Linked DNA regions of Sus scrofa: region 1 is linked to region 2. The links are chromatin contacts, called in public Hi-C maps. All regions are on one chromosome and are shown on one strand. Each heading gives the region's core, a stretch centred on a gene start, on an enhancer-like site or on the middle of the called end of the contact. The rest is flanking DNA. Distances are from core to core; before and after follow the strand shown.

The links. Hi-C and Micro-C count contacts between places; a contact is called where the count stands out from the background.
Region 1: a Hi-C map of embryonic fibroblasts shows a contact between it and region 2, with 2.0 times the contacts expected there. The contact joins the promoter of RDH13 here to the promoter of PRPF31 in region 2. A contact is called at or near these places in 2 of 47 Hi-C or Micro-C datasets (embryonic fibroblasts and liver).

Annotation. Positions count from the first base shown.
Region 1 is chr6:59,291,854-59,294,932 of Sscrofa11.1, reverse strand. It overlaps RDH13 (retinol dehydrogenase 13), which reads left to right and starts at 1,794. Exons shown (of 7, transcript XM_021094989.1): 1 at 1,794-2,369. The coding sequence starts at 2,305.
Region 2 is chr6:56,009,988-56,012,930 of Sscrofa11.1, reverse strand. It overlaps PRPF31 (U4/U6 small nuclear ribonucleoprotein Prp31), which reads left to right and starts at 1,424. Exons shown (of 14, transcript XM_003127413.5): 1 at 1,424-1,549. TFPT (TCF3 fusion partner) reads right to left here and starts at 1,435. Exons shown (of 6, transcript XM_021094886.1): 1 at 974-1,435; 2 at 168-426. The coding sequence starts at 996.

The sequences.
Region 1 (3,079 bases), core at 545-3,044, 3.3 Mb before region 2:
TAAAAAAAATTTTTTTTATTTGGCCACTTCTGCCACTTGTGGAAATTCCTGGGCCAGGCATGGAACCCACACTACAGCAGCAACCTGAGTCATAGCAATGACAACACCAGATCCTTAACCCACTGAACCACCAGGGAACTCCAAAATTCAGTATTTTTAGGTGAATATGCTGATGAGATTTGACAAGTGTATGCAGTCGTATATACAGACCCCAGTGTGATTAAGGCAGAGACTATTGCCAAATCCCCCCATGAAGTTCCCTTTGCAGTAATCACTCCCCCACCTGCCTCCCCCGGCCCCTCTGCCCTTGGTAACCACTGGTCTTCATGCTCTAATATGGTTTTGCCTTTCCTAGACTGTCATGTAACTGGAATCATACATACTGTGCAAGTACCAGTGGTTCATTCCTTTTTCTTTCTTCCTCCCTCCTTCCCTCCCTAGAGCCTCAGCTGCAGCTTATGCAAGTCTCTTCCAGGCTAGGGGTTGAATCTGAGCTGTAGCTGCCGGCCCATGCCACAGCAAAGCCAGATCTGGGCCGCACCTTCGACCTACGCCTCAGCTTGCAGCAACGCTGGATCCTTCACCCACGGATTGAGGCCAGGGATCAAACCCGCATCCTCATGGAGACTAGGCGGGCTCTTAACCGGCCGAGCCACGGCAGGAACTCCATTCATTCCTTTCTATTAAGTAAGAGTCCATTGCATGGATTTACTATCAGTTACTTACTCCATCAGCTGTTGATGGCTCTTGAGTTGCTTCCAGCTTCTGGGTATTATGAGTGGGATGGTTGAATGGCCTCTCCCCTCTCTCCCCACATAGTTATATGTTGAAATCCTCATCTGCAATAGACCCCGGAATGTGACCTTATTTGGAAATAGGGTCGTTGCAGATGTAATTTGTTAAGATGAGGTCATTTTGAATCAGGGTGGCCCCCTCCTCAGACCCAGGAGTCTGGTCAAGCCTCTCCTCCCTCAGCCCTAGGGAGTCCAGAACCCCAGCTCCCTCCTCTTTCAGACCCAGAGCACGCTCTCCCATGGCCTCCTCCCCCAGGACCCCAAGAGTTTAGGTACCCCCTTCAGATTAGTAGGTCTTGGATTCCGAGCATTGAAATGATCAAATTCTCCCATAAAGGCTACAAGGAATACATATGTACATTTATTGAGGTGTATAGTTGGTATACAATATTATATTAGCTTCAGGTGTACAAAATAGTGATTCAACCTTTTTTTTTTTTTTTTTTTTTAAGGTCGCACCTGCAGCATATAGAAGTTCCTGGGCTAGGGGTGGAATCGGAGCTGCAGCTGCCAGCCTACACCACAGCCACACCAACACGCTTGTCCCAGCGGCATCTGACCTGCACTCAGCTTGGAGCAATGCCAGATTCCCTAACCCACTGAGCGAGGCCAGGGATCGAACCCGCATCCTCACAGACACTATGTTGGGTTCTTAACCTGCTGAGCCACAACAGGCACTCTGAAATGTTTTATAGATTATATTCCATTTAAAGTTGTTATAAAATTCTGGCTATAGTTCCTGAGCTGTATAATATATTCTCGTAGCTTGTTTATTTCATACATAGTAGTTTGTAAGGAATACATATTTTTATCCTTTTTTAAAAATTTTTATTTTTTAGGGCCACACCTGTGGCATGTGGAGGTTCCCAGGTTAGGGGTTGAATCAGAGCTGTAGCTGTTGGCCTATGCCACAGGCACAGCAATGCAGGATCCGAGCCGGGTCTGCGACCTACACCACAGCTCACGGCAACGGCGGGTCCTTAACCCACTGAGCGAGGCCAGGGATCGAACCTGCGACCTCCTGGATGCTAGTCAGATTCCTTAACCGCTGAGCCACGACGGGAACTCCAGGAATATATATTTTTAGATGAGGAAACAGGCTGATATATTGGAAAGACATAAGGAGGATTGCATCCGGATGCGGCAGCTGTATGATTGGGATCCGGGGGGTCCCTCCAGAACTGCGCCGCGCATTGCAGCAGGAAGAGCATAACTTTGGGGGACCCGCGCGTGGGCCCCGCCCCTCAACCCCTTTCCAGAGACATTGGCCACGCCCCCTGATCCGGCCCCGCCCCGGGCTCCCGAAACGACCATTCCCAGCTGTAGCTGCGCTCGCAGCCCGTCCCCATTGGTCGCTCCCCTGGAAGCCCCGCCCCCTGCCCCTTTCCGGAAGCTGCGTGTTGCAGCCGCGCCCGCCCTGCCCCACGTGTATCCCAGGCGGCGAGCCCCTAGCACCTGCTGCGGTTGAGGGTCTGCGGGCTGCTGCGGTTGGACCCCGGCTCCACCCGGCATGAACCGCTACATTCTGCCGCTGTCCGTGCTGGGCACGGCGGTGGGTGGCGCCGTGCTGCTCAAGTGAGTAGGTGCGGGCCCCGCGGGCGCGGGAACGGTGAGCAGGTGGGCGAGCTCAAGGCTGGGTGGAGCTCGCCAACCTCTCCCCGACCCTGGAGTCCTTCAGCTCACCTGTCCCGCGGTGGGCCGGGGGAATGCAGGACACCCTGGGCTCCGAGAGGGCAGGTCACGTCCCAAGGTCACCCAGAGAAAGGGGTGGGTCTCGGCCTTGGTAAACATTTTGGTCTGGTTGCTTCCGGGCTTTTAATGGATTAATTAATTCATTCAGCAAATACTTATTGAACACTTCCTAGAAGTCACGTCCTGGCCCAGATAAAAGGAAAGTGTATTCCACCTAAGCTCTGAATATCCGGAATTCGAGAAACAAATTAGTTTTACACTCAGTAAATGAAAAGATTGTATTGTATGAGTTATACACATACTGTGGTGCTTTCTGGTCGTTTCTAGGCTAATTCGCTTAAAAAAAAAAAAAAAAGACAAAACAAGGAATTAACAAGTCCAAACTCTTGGGTATAAAATAAACGACAAAGATACTTTGTACAACATGGGGGATATAGCACATATTTTTAAGTGTAAATGGCATATAAGCTTTTTGTTGTTGTTGTTGTTGCTATTGCTATTTCTTGGGCCGCTCCCGCGGCATATGGAGGTTCCCAGGCTAGGGGTTGAATCGGAGCTGTAGCCACCGGCCTACGCCAGAGCCACAGCAACGC
Region 2 (2,943 bases), core at 175-2,674:
CTTTGCACCGGTGCCTGACACATATTAGCTGTTCAGTGAATAAATAAATGGATGGAAGATTCATTCAGTTACGCAAGAAAGGCTGGGCATCTAGACAGGCAGCGGCCCGGAGGGACTGGTAATTAAGGCCAGGGGACCTCAAAACGGGGGAATCCACACTCACCTACCTGCTCGATCTCCCGGCAGCGCCGACCTAGTGCCTGATACTTCCTGCGATTTAGTTCCCGCTGGCGGCGCCGGCGGCCCCGCGCTGCCTCTTCCTCTTCATCTCGCTCCCGGAGCCCGGAGCCGCCCAGACCCCCAGACACAAACTCCACTTCTGTTTCAAGCTCGCTCTCCAGGATGTGACCACCGAACAGCGGAGGCAGCGCCAACTCTGAGCCTGGCGGCGCCGAGAACTCTTCAAAGCCCACGGCTGCCATGGTCCTGTAGGGTCAGGGGACTCAGGATCCCTGAACCTCCGCACCTAGTCCCTCCTCCCTCAGACCAGGTGCCAAGCCGCCAGCCCCCTCCTCCCTCAGACGCAGAAGTCCGGAGCCCCCAGCCCCCTCTTCCCAGGATCCACAAGAGTTTGAGCCCCAACCATTTCTTCCCCGGATCTAGGCGTCCAGGCTGCTAGATTCTCCTTCCTCAGGCCCTGGCCCCCAGCACACCCTTCCCAGGATCCAGGAATCTAGACCTCCAGACTCTTCCTCCTCGAGTATCACCGGGGCTTCCAGCCCCCCATCCCTCACTCAAATCCAGGAGTCCCGGCCCCCAACCTCGTCGTCTCTCCTATCAGGAGTCTAAACCCGTAGCTTCCCCACCCTCCACCCCCAACCCAGGAGGCTGGAATACGGACCCCAGTCCCTAAAAGAGTTCTAAGCTAAAGTGCTGCAGGAACTGCAATCCCCGTCAGTCCTCAACGCAGAAGACTGCCATTACGCAGCCGCAAGGTTTTTTGGGATTCGTAGTTTCCCCCAAAGCCACTCACCCCTCTCTCTGCTCCAGCTCCATCTCTCTCCGGCTCCGAGCGCCTCAGGCCTCAGGAGGTCCAATCTCAAACCGCTAGGTTAAATCGTTGGCAAAACTACCGGTCCCATCAGGCTTCACGGCCACCACATCCGGGACTTCGCCGCTACGCCTACTGGGAGCTGTAGTTTCCGATCTCCGGCTCCGCTCCCCAAACCGTCCAACCCCACGCCGACTCCCGGCATAAAGGCCTTGCTTTCTCGTCGAACGTCTCCACCAGTCGCCTGAGTTGCCGTCGCCTTTATTCTTGTCTTGACACCCTGTGGTCAGACTACGGCGATTCTCCGCTGATCAGACTCAGTTCACAGAGGGCCACGAGCCAAACAAGCCCCCTCTACCGCCTGCTCACCCATTCTCTGCCTAGCGGGAAGTGTTAATAAAGTTGTTGTTCCAAACGCGGCCGGGAACGACGCGGGGCGTGGGCCAATCAGAGCGCAGCTTTGCCTCGACGACGGCGCAAGGGTAAGACGTCATCAGTGAGCGTCGACCGCTGTTGGAACGCCTATTTCCTAGGAACGGTTCTGCGAGGGGGAAAGAGGTGAGTGTGATGGGGACGAGAGGAGGGCGGGAGGTCGGATTCCTGGGTCTAGAGGAGGAAGTGTGAAAGTGTCGACCGACTACCCAGAGGCTTCATATGCTCCTACAGTGTTACGGCTTTGGGGCCAAAAAAAATTTCTCAGCGCCCTTAGCGCTTTCCATGGTGCCTGGGGAGACAGGATTAAACAAGTCATTACTTAAAAAATCACCAACGTGTGAAGCGCCTTAGGGTCCACACAGGGCGCATGGGATGTGTTTCACCAAGCAACCTAGGCACTCTGGAGTGGGGTGCAGAATGTAGAATGAGAACCGAAGGATGAGGAAGGTGTTGAGCCGGTTAAAGTGAGGGGAAGAAGTTGGTGAAAGAAAAAATGTGAGAAGGACTAGTGGTGGGGGCTGCGGCTGGAGAGGTTGGCTGGAATCCAGCGAGGATGTGGTACCTGCTACGTGCCAGGTGCTGCGCTGGGCAGTGGGAGTAGCGCGCAATGAAGAGTACGGACTTAGTGCCTAGTTTCATTGAAATTTTCGCTTGATGGGGAAGATGGATATTAAACAAAATGTTAGACATTTAGAGCCTCTTAAGTGTTGAAGCCAACAAAGAGTTCATAAGATGTATAACAACAGCGGGTTAGGCTCTAGTCTTGGTGTCGGAGAAGATCCACGCTGCAGGAAATAGCATCTGTGTCCCTACTTTAGGGATGAAAAAGTTATATATTCAGAGACTCAGAGAGAGGAGACCATATTGAGGTGGGTTAAAGGATTACATAAAATTGCTCATTCACTTATTTACTGAATCTTTCTTCCTTTCTCCTTCCCTCCTTTCTTTTCTTTCTTTCTTTCTTTCTTTTGGCTGTACCGGTGACATAAGGAAGTTCGAGGCCAAGGATCAATCTGAGCCACGCAGTTGTGGCAACGCTGGTTACTTAACCTACTGCAACCAGAGGGAACTCCCTGCCGATTATTTCCTGAATACCTAGTATATGGTAGATATTCTGCTAGTTGGTGGAGATACAGAGATGAACAGACAGATACGGTCCCTAGTTTTGCTTAGTTTAGTGAGGAAACAGAGGATAAGAAGAGATACTTGTGGAGTTCCCATCGTGGCTCAGTGGAAAGGAATCTGACTAGCATTCATGAGGATGCAGGTTCGCTCCCTGGCCTCACTCAGTGGGTTAAGGATCCGGCATTGCCAGGAGCTGTAGTGTAGGTCGTAGATGCAGTTTGGATCTGGCGTTGCTTCGGCTGTGGTGTAGGCTGGCAGCTGTAGCTCCGATTCCACCCTCAGCCTGGGAACCTCCATATGCCACACGTGCGGCCCTAAAAAAAGACCAAAAAATATATATATAGAGAGAGAGAGATACTTGAGTCTTCTATTCGGAGAGTGGATTATATTCT